Regions from separate parts of the Sus scrofa genome. Here regions 2, 3 and 4 are each linked to region 1. The links are chromatin contacts, called in public HiChIP or PLAC-seq maps. All regions are on one chromosome and are shown on one strand. Each heading gives the region's core, a stretch centred on a gene start, on an enhancer-like site or on the middle of the called end of the contact. The rest is flanking DNA. Distances are from core to core; before and after follow the strand shown. Region 1 overlaps TSEN15 (tRNA-splicing endonuclease subunit Sen15). Region 2 overlaps C9H1orf21. Region 3 holds the start of C9H1orf21. Region 4 has its middle 21 kb from the start of C9H1orf21.

The links. HiChIP or PLAC-seq counts read pairs in DNA pulled down with a chosen protein or histone mark.
Region 2: a contact with region 1 is called in an H3K27ac HiChIP or PLAC-seq map of skeletal muscle. The contact joins two enhancer-like sites. A contact is called at or near these places in 1 of 47 Hi-C or Micro-C datasets (epiblast stem cells) and 1 of 2 datasets of contacts at active chromatin or transcription factors (skeletal muscle).
Region 3: a contact with region 1 is called in an H3K27ac HiChIP or PLAC-seq map of skeletal muscle. The contact joins the promoter of C9H1orf21 here to the enhancer-like site in region 1. A contact is called at or near these places in 1 of 5 promoter capture datasets (skeletal muscle), 6 of 47 Hi-C or Micro-C datasets (embryonic fibroblasts, heart right ventricle, psoas muscle and 2 more) and 1 of 2 datasets of contacts at active chromatin or transcription factors (skeletal muscle).
Region 4: a contact with region 1 is called in an H3K27ac HiChIP or PLAC-seq map of skeletal muscle. The contact joins two enhancer-like sites. A contact is called at or near these places in 2 of 47 Hi-C or Micro-C datasets (both in embryonic fibroblasts) and 1 of 2 datasets of contacts at active chromatin or transcription factors (skeletal muscle).

Annotation. Positions count from the first base shown.
Region 1 is chr9:125,322,341-125,325,618 of Sscrofa11.1, reverse strand. All of the region lies in intron 4 of TSEN15 (tRNA-splicing endonuclease subunit Sen15), which reads right to left. Among named protein-coding and RNA genes, the nearest start is that of TSEN15, 23 kb to the right of the region's middle. Within about 2 kb of position 1,713, at least 2 of the 83 cell types and tissues checked have an H3K27ac peak or open chromatin away from gene starts, as enhancers often do. A contact at or near this core is called in skeletal muscle, where this site is marked.
Region 2 is chr9:125,708,522-125,711,799 of Sscrofa11.1, reverse strand. All of the region lies in intron 2 of C9H1orf21, which reads right to left. Among named protein-coding and RNA genes, the nearest start is that of C9H1orf21, 97 kb to the right of the region's middle. Within about 2 kb of position 1,524, at least 5 of the 83 cell types and tissues checked have an H3K27ac peak or open chromatin away from gene starts, as enhancers often do. A contact at or near this core is called in skeletal muscle, where this site is marked.
Region 3 is chr9:125,611,523-125,614,800 of Sscrofa11.1, reverse strand. C9H1orf21 reads right to left here and starts at 1,719. Exons shown (of 6, transcript XM_003482739.3): 1 at 1,295-1,719.
Region 4 is chr9:125,590,797-125,594,074 of Sscrofa11.1, reverse strand. No RefSeq gene overlaps it. Among named protein-coding and RNA genes, the nearest start is that of C9H1orf21, 21 kb to the left of the region's middle. Within about 2 kb of position 1,469, at least 3 of the 83 cell types and tissues checked have an H3K27ac peak or open chromatin away from gene starts, as enhancers often do. A contact at or near this core is called in skeletal muscle, where this site is marked.

The DNA.
Region 1 (3,278 bases), core at 464-2,963:
AGTAGAATAGTTTATCTGCCTCTCTTACTCAAAGCACACTTGAGACGTCTTACAAAGATTCTCGTTCAGGATCTCTTCTAGTCTATTTTTAACATTATGTTTAAAGTGATGCCATCATCTTTCCCTATTTGAGGTCTGTCTTACTTGTTTCCTTTACGAGATATTCATAAACTGGTAAAAATTTTACTTTGCCTTTAAGTCAACAGATTGAACTTTCTCAATATAACAACAACAACAAAAGGTTCCAAAGTTCTATTTTAAAAATCACACGTGATTGTAAAGATGCTGAGGACAATGAAGCATCGCTAAAATGCTACAGTCTCATTTAACCTCTGGTTTTAATTTAGAAGACACAGAACAAAGTTTCCTTATGTGCCTATTTTTTTAAAAGCTCAGTTCTTTGGAAAAATAGAGATGTTTCATCACACAAATCTAATAATTTGGATAAAGCCTTCTACAGTTTATATTTGATAGAAATCCACATATGTAAAAGATAACCTATATATTAATAAGAAGAATTTCAGGTTTTTGAGTTCAATATATTTCAAGAGAAAAGTCCCACCTAAAGAAAGAGATAAATCAGTAATAATCACAGTTGTTAATCAAGAGTAACAGAATTTGGAGTTCCCGTCGTGGCGCAGTGGTTAACGAATCCAACTAGGAACCAGGAGGTTGCGGGTTCGGTCCCTGCCCTTGCTCAGTGGGTTAACGATCCGGCATTGCCGTGAGCTGTGGTGTAGGTTGCAGACGCAGCTCGGATCCCGTGTTGCTGTGGCTCTGGCGTAGGCGGGTGGCTACAGCTCCAATTCAACCCCTAGCCTGGGAATCTCCATATGCCGCGGGAGTGGCCCAAGAAATAGCAACAACAACAACAACAACAAAAAGACAAAAGACAAAAAAAAAAAAAAAGAGTAACAGAATTTGATGTCTACAACAGGTTTTTCTTTCTTATAACTGTTAAGAGAGGAGCTTAGCATTCTGAAAACAAAGTGATTCCAAATTTTAACAAAGCTAACGTTATTTGGCTACTGCCCTTCCTCCAAGGTACTTAAATACTTTCCATAAGCCTTAGCATTTGTGTTTTTGTAACAACCCTACAACAGAGACTAAGTAACCTCTGGAGATACGCACAGAGGACAAGAAATTTGAAGACAACATTAAATTTAATTTCAAATGTTGTCAAACTAGAATGCATCATAGGTTAAAATTATTATTAATTTCAACTCACACAAAGCAATATCTCCTTCTGTCATTTTTAATGTGGCCAAACTGATAAATGCTGCAGCTGCATCAACAAAAGACATTAACTCCCCGATCTGCCTCATTATGATTTATTTAAACAACACACCATAATGCAACTGCGGAACACAATGCAAATTAAACTTGTGCCCAAGGAGCCTTATCCACTCACAGGCTCGATCCTGAACAAAGTTTCAAGAGTAATAGACCACCTCCTTTTGAATCATGCCAATGCCTTCCTAGGAAAAAATCAAGGCAGCTGAAGTCCCAGGGGGTTATTGAACAATTAGGTGCCTGTGTGGCTATTCACCCTGGTGGGAAGCCATTCTGCGAAAATAAACTGTAAGGGTTTTTTTGTTTGTTTGTTTTTGAGGGTAAGAAAAAAAAAATGCTATGCCAGTTGAAGGAAGCTGCCAGAACTGGGAGTTTTAACAGTAACAGATTTCCAACAGAGGTAGTCTGAGGACACACATCCTGATATGCAGGGAAGCCAAATGACAGGAATCATTTTCCTAGTTATTATTAGACTTCAGGCCTCATATAAAATAATAGCCATTAATTTGTAATAAAGAACATAATTCTGGAGAGAGGAAATATTTTTTGATGATAGGAAAATGGAGTATCCTTCAAAAAACATGTAACATTTCAGACTTAAGTCTCATAACTAAGAACATCTTTTAAAATGTTCTAAAGAAGGAACTAAATTGTTTCTAATAACTCTTTACTCCACCATTAATATAAGCCCTTCTCCTAAGGCACAAAGGAAAAAGAAGGGTTGAATGGTGAAGGGAGTGGTGGTACTGGCAGGGGAGGAAGATATGGGTGAAAAAGAATTTAACTAAAAGGTAAGGAAACTATTTATAGCACTGGCAGAGTGGCTCTTCAGACTTCTGACTGTTCTCTATCCTGGGAGGTATACAGTTATAGTTACAGGGTAAAGTGTGGTAATAAGCAGTGATAAACCTTGCAAGCAGATGAATTCTGAAGACATTCTAATTTCTTAGAAACTCTTGAAAGGCTGCTTGCAGCACATCTTTGTGTTCTTTAAGATATTATTCAGCAAGTCTCTGCTGCAGGAACTGAAGAGTTTAAGAGAATCATTCATTCATCCAACAAATACCTATTTAACACCAAACACAAGGCACCAGGCAAGGCACTGGGAAAAAGAACGAACACAACAAAGCTCCTGCTTCCATAGGGGATGTGGGGAGGAAAGAGAGTAAACAAACAAACAAACAAAAAAGCCCACTATACAATATACTGAGTAGCAATAAATGCAGTAAGTGTTATAAAGGAGGGCCACTTCATAGGTTGCATTAGTACAAGAGGTGAGATGACAGTAGCTTACACCAGAATGATGCAGTATAGCAGAAGTGGCGAGAAAAGGTCAGATTTTGGATATACTTTTAAGGGAGAACTGACAGATTTTGTTAACAAATTAATTTGGCAGTCTGAGAACTGGGTGGACTAAAACTAATAAGAGATTATAGCAAGGTTAATGTGTCAAGATCAATTGCTTTCCTGTACACCAGCACTGAACAACTGGAATTTCAAATAAAAAACACAACATTTACATTGGCATCAAAAAAGTGAAATGCTTAGGTATAAACCTAAAAAAATATATGTACAGGATCTATATAAGGAAAACTGTAAAACTCTGATGACAGAAATCATAGACGATCTGAATAAATGGAGAAACAGTCCATAATCATGGATTGGAAGGTTCAAATATTGTTAAGATGCCAATTCTTCTTATTGTGATCTATAAATTAAGCACAATCCCAAACAAAACCCTAGCAAGCTATTTTGTAGATACTGACAAACTGATTCTAAAGTTTACATGAAAAGGCAAAAGACCTAGAATAGCAACACTGAAAAATACCAAAGAAGAACAAAGTGAGAGTACTGACATGACCCATCTTACTTACTTTTAAGCTATAGTAATTAAGACTATGTGGTACTGACGAAGGAATAGACACACAGGTTAATGAACTAGAATTAGAGAGCCCAGAACTGACCCATATAAATATGGTCAACTG
Region 2 (3,278 bases), core at 275-2,774, 390 kb before region 1:
AGAATATAGAATTGAATATAAATAAAGAAAAAAATCATGAATTGAACTAGTATCTCATTTGTGCATCTTTTTATTTCAGTTGTATTTATCCTATTTTGTATTTATTGTATTTATCCTATTATAATCTGTCTGTTGCCTGAGCTTCTCCTTAGTGCTTCACAAAGAAATGTCCTTCCTTCTATAAATATCCTCCCTGTACCGGAGAAACCCAAGAGGAGGAAAAGGCTGGACCACACCACATACACAAACACAACACACACACACACAGACTTATGTTTGATAAATAAAAATATATGCGCTAACTTCTATGGCGGGATTATTTATTATACCACACTTTAAGAGAAATAAGGTATAATACCATATTCACCACTCTTAAGCCATACATATACTTTACTTTTTTGATTTAAAGACGCACACACACACACACACACACTCACAAAAGAAAAAGTCGCAGCAATGCAAATATTCTAAACTACAAAATAAAAGAGCTACGTATTATGTGGACAATCAATAAACTTAAAGTTTGGAGAATGACACACCTGCGGTAAACAGGGTGTGCTTTTCCCCCAGCAGAGTCAAGGGAAACTGAGGCTGCTCAGACAATGAGGACACTAAATGGGCTTCACCCAGGGCACATCATGTGGCAAGTCCCAGTCTAAGGCCTTTCCATACATTGAGACACTTAAGTCCTCTCAAGGCAGGTAAGTGCTAGTATTCCCCACACTATGCAGATGGGGAAACTGAGGCAAGGAGAGCCTCAGTCATTTGCCAAGACTACATGTCAGTGAGTAGCTGAGCCAGGCTTGGAAACCAATTAGCCAGACTTCAGGCCTGTGCATTTACCAGGAGGATGCATTACCAAGACAGTGAAAATGGTCCTAATTACCACAGCAGAGTCTCCGGACATCCTGATATAAAAGCTGAGGTTCAAGTGGCCAGTTAACAATTATTTCACAAAGACTCTTGAGCAAAAGTGGGCTCAGATTTAATGACAGGCAGATCCCTTTCTCCTGAGAGGGGACTCACCCTTTGCCGTGAGTCTGCATTCTCAGTTCTAACCACAGTCCCACATCTTTAGTTAAGTGAACTCCTACCTTCAGCTTCCTTTCGTACCAAGTGGGGATTACAGCAATAATGGCTTGTGAAAAGGCCTTATAAACTGTAAAGTGTGACTCACATAGCTGTGCTTTCGATGCCGAGCAACAATTCAGGGACAAAGGAAACAGGCACAGTTAAAAGGCTCCAGGTGCAAAAGGAAGGTGCTGTGCAGCTCTGCAGAGACAGCTGGGGCCTAAAAGAGATCCAAACCCTGGACAGGTAAGGTCAGGTGTGCACTGCCAGGTGGCCGTTGCTAGCTAAGTGCTACCAGGCAGGTGCTGATGGCAAAACAAGTCCCTTTTGGCCACATCAGCCAGGATTCCAGGAAGAAGCCCTGGTTTTGAATTTCTGAATTCTGTGACATCACTCAGGAGAAAATAACCCTGAGGAGAATGCCATGAGTACAGAAACCCTCCCGCCTTCTCTCTTGTTGGCTGAGTCACTTTTTCAGAACTTCCCTCGGTAGAGACCAAGCCTTGCCCACAGCTCCAGTCCTCTGTGCTTTTTGCTGGACGGTACCCAAAGGCTGGGAGGCGAGGCTCCCAGCAGCATCTCTGCTGCCTGCTCCAGGGCCAAGTTCAGTCTTTTTTTCTGCCTGAGGAAGGGCTCCAGGCAGCTACAGAGAAGACTGGGCACCTGGAAGGTCAAGGGAGCAATGGAGGGAAACCCTTGAGACCGACAACCCAAAGGACACCACCAAGGGCCCTGCCGGCACTTCCCGCCAATGGCATCTGAGAACTTGCACGCTCCCTCATCTTACAATCAGGCTGCGTTGGAGCAATAAGTGACAAAGGGTCCTACTCTCCCGCTTATCTCTGTCTCTAATATTAAAAGAACAGGCTCCTGATACCGTTGGCAAGGGAAGGAAAATAGCACTTGGATTTTCCTCTTTTTTTTTTTGAAACATACAAAGTATAGCGCATTTCGTGACTTTCTGGCACAGAAAATTTTTCCAAACAGAAATTCAGACTGATTCCCCCTTGGCTAGATTAAATGCGGCATCCCGTGGCTTTCCAGTGTGGTCTGTTTCGAGAAGGATGAGGGGCAAAAGTGAAGAGGATGGGTCAGCTGAGCCCTATTTACCAGGAATGCTTGACTGCTCCTCGCCCCTGACCTTGCCGTAGGTGGCCCCTGCTGCTGACGCTGCTAACGTCTGGTCCTCCACGCAGCGCTGAGCAGTGGATGCCACTGGCATCTCCATGATGTAGACGAGGCAACTCAAGGCTCCTTGTCAAAGACAATGTGGGAAGCGGGGAAGCGGGAACAGATTTGGCTGGTGGGAGGGCATGGCTATGACTCTCTTACATGCCCAGGGTCTGGGCCTGTTCTCTCTCTCCTGTCACAGTAAGAAGCACCTATCAGACTGGCAGGAACTATAAAAGCAGAAAATAAAACCAACATGTTTCTGAGACCTTCTCTGAGTCAGACCCTGGCCTAAGCACCTTCACTTTGGAAGTGTGATGCGGAAGTGTGAGCCAGGGTGGGCTGGCTTCTATGATTTCATGAGCCCCGTGGGCACTTAAAGCCACTGAGACCTTTCTGAGGCTCAGCTTGAGACATTGTGGAATCTTCACAGACTAAACCCAGGGCCAGGTTCCTCACTCTTCTTTTTTTTTTTTTGGTCTCTTTAGGGATGCACTTGCAGCATATGAAAATACCAGGGATAGGGGTCAAATCAGAGCTGCAGCCGTCAGCCACAGCCACAGCCACTTGGAATCCGAGCCATGTCTGTGACCTACACTCCAGCTCAGAGCAACACCGAATCATTAACCCCCAAGCAAGTCCAGGGATCGAACCCACATCTTCATGGATACTAGTCGGGTTCTTTACTGCTGGAGCCACCATGGGAACTCCAAAATATGTTATTAAAATGAATTTCACCAGTGCCTTTTCTACTTAATGTGGCTGCTGGGGATACTTAAAGTACTTACGTAACTCAGGCTCTGCTTCTCTTGGATGGTGGCTGAAGTCACTAAAAGGTAATGTTGGTGTTTACAGTTTCTTTCCCTTGCAAGTTTCAGTTTTGGAGTTTGTTTATTATTGAATCAAAGAGAAAAGGGTTAGGCTGAGGCAGTGGCCCTCCGCGTCTGCTTGGCTCTCGAGGTGAGAAGGTACCCTTGGGCGGGGGACAGGGGACAGCCAGAGAGGCAGAGATTGGGAGCCAGCCCACAGGACCAGAA
Region 3 (3,278 bases), core at 470-2,969, 290 kb before region 1:
AAAAATTAAAAGTGCTACATAGAATTCATGGTGTGTCAGCCCAGCTCCCAAAGTCTGAGTCAGAGCATATGTGTCTTTACCGAGGTTCTGTGTGACCAGGGTGTATCACTTTCAGACTTGCTCCAATAGCTGAACTTTAGGGCTTGTCTTCCAGCCACGTAGAACACAAGCGCTATCTATTTTAAAACAATTTTCCTACCCCGCATGCGATGGAAGATACCTCATACATAGGTCGTCAACTTCCTACTGGAAACCAAACACTTCGATCTCAAATTGTGCTTGTCATCCCCCAGGATTAATGAGTTGTTGTTGTGTATATATTTTTATCTCTGACCGTGCAACTCTTGGAGCAAAGAAAGCCACCTCAATTTCCACCATCGTGCCTGATCCAATTCAGAGCTTTAGAAGAGGGATGAATGGGAAATGAGAGCCTCTAAACCCAGGGGCTTCTCTCACACAAACGGTAGGAGCTGGGGGGGGGGGGGAATCCCTCGGAGGAGGTGGGGGGCAGGGTGGAAGATGGGGAAGGACATCGAGCAGAAGACCAGAGGCAGCTGCGGCGGCCGCACTCCGAGAACTGCCTGCAGAGGGGAGTGAAATCTTTCCCTTGTACAATAACGAAGCACCCTCTGGCTGCCTCGCATGGGCACGAATAATAAATACATCGAGATGGGCAAACAGCTGCACGGAAACAAGCCACCCCAAAAAGGTCAAAACTTCAAAAATCCCAGGGATCACAGCACCCACACAAACACATCAATCTGTCGGAGCGGGAGAAGAGACTTGGAGATTTAGCAAAGGATTCTAAATTTTGTGTTTTCTTCCAAGCTCTGGCTTGCAAAGTACGGCGGCTACAGGCAAAGCTCGAGAGGAGCAGGAAAGGCTGAGGGCGGCGGGGGTGCGGGTGGCAAGGGAGGGGTGTCGAACCCCAGCCACCCAGGCCTCAATGTGACCAAAGTCGTCAGCAGCCCCAACCGCATCCCAGTCCCTCCGCCCCGGCCAGCAGACGCCCCCTCCAGCTCCCCGCACCCCAGCTTCCGTCCCCTGCAGCCCCGCCGGCCCCGCAGCGGCGGCGGTAGCCCCAGCAGCCCCAGCAGCCCCGGCCCCAGCCGCCCCAGCCGCCCCAGCCCGGGCCGCGGGCCGGCAGCGCCAAGACCGCGGCTCGCATCCCCGCCGCGCGGCAGGCACCCCGCAGGCCTCCCTCCCAGCCCACCCGGGCGCGCCGGGGAGCGGAGCCCGGGCGGGCTGCGCCGCCAACTCCCGCCGCCCCGGGCTGGCGGGGGCTCACGCTTACCTTGGGCGCTCGCGGGGGGGCTGAAGGTGGCAAGCCTCCCGCCCCCCGCCCGGGTGCTCCTCGCCTGTTTTCTTCCTCCCTCCTCCTCCTCTTCCTCCTCCTCCCCACAGTCAGACGGGGTCTCCCCCTCCTCCCAGCTGCCGGGAGTAAGAGCCTAAGCCCCCGAAGCCCGGCCCGCGTGCGTGCGTGCGTGCGGGAGGCGGCGGCGCGCGGCCAGCTCGCCAGTAACTGAGCGCGGCGCGCGGCTCCCAACTCAAGTGTGAAAGAAGCGGCGGCCGCAGCGGCCGCGGCACGGAACGTCCCCCCGGGAGTGGGCAGGGAGCGAGCTGGAGCCGGCGGGCTGCGAGCAGGGGAGGGGACCGGGACGGAGGGAGGGAGGGAGGGAGGGAGGGAAGGAGGGGACCTCCTCGCCCAGTCACTCACTCGAGGGGCGGGAGCAGCCGGCCACGCCCCCACCGCTGGCCCCTCCCCGCGCCCGGCTCCCGCGCGGGTCCAGCTCCCCGCCTCGCCCCCGGGAGGGGCCTGCCCTGCCGAGGCCGTGAGGGCGCCCCGCACCCTGGAGCAAGAGACTGGGCGAGGGGGGTGCCAGGGCTGCAGAAAAGGAAAGAGGACGAGCACGGGCGTGTGTGTCTGTCTCCGTTTGTGTGTATGTGTGTGTGTGTGCGCGCGCGCGCGCGCATCCAGCACCGGCCGGCCAGCGGGAAGGGAGACCCCGGCGGGAAAGCTGCGTCCTGAGTCTGGCACCCGGGCAGTGGCGTGGGAGCCGCGGGGCCGCTCGGAGGCCCGGACGGCCCAGTTCTGCGAGAAACCCCAGCCAGCCCTTGGGCCCAGCCGCGGGGCTGCGCCTGCTGGAAGCCGAAGAAGGGAAGGCCGGGCATCCTCGGCTCGCCGCGCGGCCCCTCCCCTTGCTGGACCGGCGGGCGCTCCCAGGCGGCCCCGGCCCCGACACCAAACCGCCTTCCTCCTGCCCTGGAGCCGCAGCGCCTGCAACGTGAATGGAGCGTTGGCTCCTGGGCAGAAGCGGCACTGGGGAGGGTAAGGAGCCAGCCGCGACCCCTCCCGAGACTTAGCGCCCTACAGCCCCTTTGGCCCCTCCCGGCCTCTTGGGACTAAAGGGCGGAGGCCGAGCCTGCGTGGCGTGTGAGATGATTGGGGATTCAGAAAGATCGCCGCCCACACTTCACCTGCTTGGTGTTTTGTGTATGTGGACACTCACAAGAGGTCAACCAATGTCTCACCCTTTGGGAGAAGGGATTTTTCTCCCTTTTCTGGTCCTATCGGGTGTGTTTCGTGTGCTCACCGAATTGATCTTTCAACATTGATAGCGATTGGATGCCTTTTGTGTGGCTTCCTCGCGCTTGGCTGCTCCTGTATTGCCCCAGACACGTGAGGAATGCCAGGCCTCCCGAGTGAGGACACCCAAGAAAACAATAGGGGCAAAAGATCCTCCCAAACCGAATTACTTCTCACTTTGGGCCCAGATATGTTGGAAAATGGGGAAGGACACATCAGAGCTGTGACAGTGATGACACACTTAATTGAAAAGCAAATTAATAATTTAGTTTAATGAAATGAGTTAATAACCCATCTACAATGGCTAGGAAGTCAGCCTTCTTGAGAGAAAAAAAAAAAAAAAAAAGGTTTTCCAGCGCTCTCACTTTTTTTGATTTGAAAGGCTGGTATTACACTGTTTTTGAAACTCACCTGTATTGCATTTTTTAAATTATCCATGTTCTAGTTGATTTTTCTCTGTGGATCCAGAACTCTTTGTAGTCTAGCCCCTTGAAGAGGGATGGTTAAAAAGGGATGGTAGGCTAATTAGGATTCCAGGCAGGCACTGCCAGCCACCATGTCTGTTACCTTAGGCGACTTGTTTCATTTCTTTCAGCCTTCCTCCCTTCCCTCATCTGTAAAATGGGATTGATGACACCAGTCTATCTCATAGACTTGTGAAAATAAAATGAGGTGGCAATGCATATAAAAC
Region 4 (3,278 bases), core at 220-2,719, 270 kb before region 1:
TGGAGACAAGCTAGGTCTATAAAAGAAGAAACTGGAGTTCCCGTTGTGGCACAGTGGAAATGAGTCTGACTGGTAACCGTGAGGTTGCGGGTTCGATCCCTGGCCTTGGTCAGTGGGTTAGGATCTGGCGTTGCCGTGAGCTGTGGTGTAGGTCACAGACGCGGCTTGGATCTAATGTTGCTGTGGCCATGGTGTAGGCTGGCAGCTGTAGCTCCGATTTGACCCCTAGCCTTGGAAACTCCATATGCTGCAGGAGTGGCCCTAAAAAGCAAAAAAAAAAAAAAAAAAAAAAAAAAAAAAAAAAAAAAAAGAAGAAGAAGAAGAAAAAGAAACTAAGAGAGGAATAATGAGTAAAAAATCTTTTTTCCAACAGAAAAATCCCCGATACTAAGATGCAGGTTTTTGGAGTAAGCAGACACTAAGTATAAGACAACATTCTCTCACATCTAATTATATGGCTAACATAGATATGTTAGTTAGGATGCTTTAGGCAGTAAGAACATAATCCACCAAAAGTGGCTTAGATAAGAAAGACATATACTATCTCACATAATAATGAAATACAGAGGTCAGGTAGTATCTGGGTCTCTAATTCAGCAGCTCAAGGGGAAATAAAGATGATGCTTTCCATCTTTCTACTGCATCATTCTCACCACGTTGCCTTTTGGCTCCAGACATGTTCTTTTACGGTTACAAGATGGTTACAGCAGCTCTAAGCATCACATCCTCAAATCTATATATAGTGGCCTAACAAGAAACATCTTCCTTTGCATTCCTTTTGAACAACAAGAACTTCCCCAAAGCTCTTTCTACTCTCATAATTGGCCAGAATTAGAAGTCACATGCTTATTCCTAAGCCAATCACTGGCAAAGGATGCTGAATTACCACAATGTTGCCAAACCATCAATTTGAACCTCTGGGGCTGGGGAGGAGGCCAGCATTCCCTGAAGAATATGTCCATCTGATTCCTGAACAAAATGGAAATTGGCTGGTGGCAGGAAAATATGGGTCTGAGGTAGGCAGCCGGAGAGACAACCACAGCAGAGTTTCAAAGCAGAAGTCCCTCCAGGCCAGGGGCGATTCCATTAAGGGGACCTTCCCTGATGACCACTGGGCTTGACCTTGCTTCACAGATGAGCTTCTCTTACAGGAATGAGTTTTGCTGATCTTTAGGATAGCTGCTAAGGACACCCTGTGCTGTATATTCTGCTGGTTCATATTACGCCACCTTGACCTGAAGCCAAATTATGCATAAGCGTTCTAAAATGGTTTATGGCTAGGGGAAGGCGGGCTGATGTCATTTGTCAAATGTGGCACTCTAGAATTATCTTACCAATATAAAACCAGGCAAAAGCTTTTCCACAGGAAAATGTGTTTTTGAAACAAGAATGAACACCCTAGAACTTACTTCATGTGGAATAATGGAATAACAGACTCAGCCCATTGCAGTAATGGTGAGGGGAGTGAAAAAATGGTGACCAGTGACCAGGTTTAAACTCAGAGAAAAATGAAAATGGGTGGTGCTTCTTGAGTTGATCCTTCTTTGTAAAAGTGAAATTATGAGCTCCTTAGAAATGGAGAAGTTTGCTTTTTATATTCAAATTACTCAAAGGTAGAAGGGACTTATTAATATACTTTAAAAAATATCCCTAGCATGCCTAACATACTGCTTTATACATAGTATGAATAGCTATCTTTTGATCAATGGATTGCAGTGAGGTTCCTTCATGAAATCACCAAACCAAGAAGAAGACCCAAGTACTGGCTACCTTGGCAATATCAGTAGGGAAAAGCTTACTTGACAGACGTAGAAGCTAGCCCTGAGTTTATATCTGAGGTTCTCAGCTATGGCTACACGTTGAATCACCTGCAGGGCTTTCAACACCTATACCTTGGTCCTATCCCCAGAGTGTCTGATTTGGTATAAAGCTTGGGTATTGACATGGTTTAAAGGCTCTCCAGGTGATTCTGATGTGCAGTCAAGGTTGAACTACTGCATCAAAATCACCTGGAGGGTTTATTAAAACTCAGGTTGCTGGGCTAAAATTCAGAGTTTATGATCCAGCCAATCTGAGGTGGGGCCCCCAAATTTGTATTAACAAGTTTCCAGGAGCTGCTGCTGCTAGTGGTTGGAAGGGACACACTTTAAGAACCCCCACTCTAGAGCACAGTGTAGCCAACCCACAAACTCATATAAGTTGTAAGTCTATGCAGGTTATCTAGCTGGAGGTCTGTTCTTGTGTGGCCATAGCGAAGAATGGTCCTACATTTTGAAAGGGTCGTAAAGAAGCTAAAGCAAAGCAGCAGTGATAAAAATAAAGAAAAATATGCCACACAAACCGTGTGGCCTGCAAAGCCTAAAATATTTAATATCTGGCCTTTTACAGAAAATACTTGCTGATTCTTGCTCTAGAGGTTCTTGAGGTCCGATCGAAAAAAGCAAGAATCCTAAAGGGTAAGAGAAAAATTTTGATGAGAAAAATTGTTCTAGAGGCATGGGGGGAGCTCTAAACAGCTGAAAGATTATTAACCCCCTACTATGTGTCAAGAGAATGGCATAATTTCATTTAGCCTGACAACAATGCTATTATTATCACTCCTGTTTTATAGATCAGGAAATCGAAGCTCAAAGAGACATTTATTTACTTACTCGTATAGAAAGCTAGTACATGATAAAAGATTTCTATCAACTACCCTAGGTCCTAGGAAAAGCTCAGAATTCTGTTTAGAAATGGATGTCTCCCAGAGCCAGTCTAAAAATATAATAAGCAATAAAAACCTGGACTTTTTTCTAGTGGCTCAATTCAATTTGTTATTGACGGTGTTGCAGGCACTCTGCTACAAAAATATGTCAACTATTATACTTACCCTCATGGAACTTACTGTCTAGTGAGAGAAACAGACATAGGATGAAACCCATATAATGTCAGAAGAGAGCCTACAGAACAGACAGGCGAGGCTTCACAGAGCAGAGGTCACTTAAGGATGCTAGGACCCCGATGCACAAGGCTTGGGAAGGCTTCCTAGCTGAGCAGACAGCACTGATGTTTCAAAACAGGCAAGTCCCACATGGAAGGACTTTACTCGCTTGCAGCCTCTCCCTGCAGACCGCGGAGCACACCATTGCCTTGGCCTTGGGCCGTGCAAACCCGACAGCCTGGGCAGCTAACAGAGAAGAGGCCCCTAGCTCTAGAAGCCACAACAACCAGCGACCACAGCAGCGTGTGACAGAAATGTTGGTCCAATTTCAGTGACAGGAGAAACTTGCAACTCTATT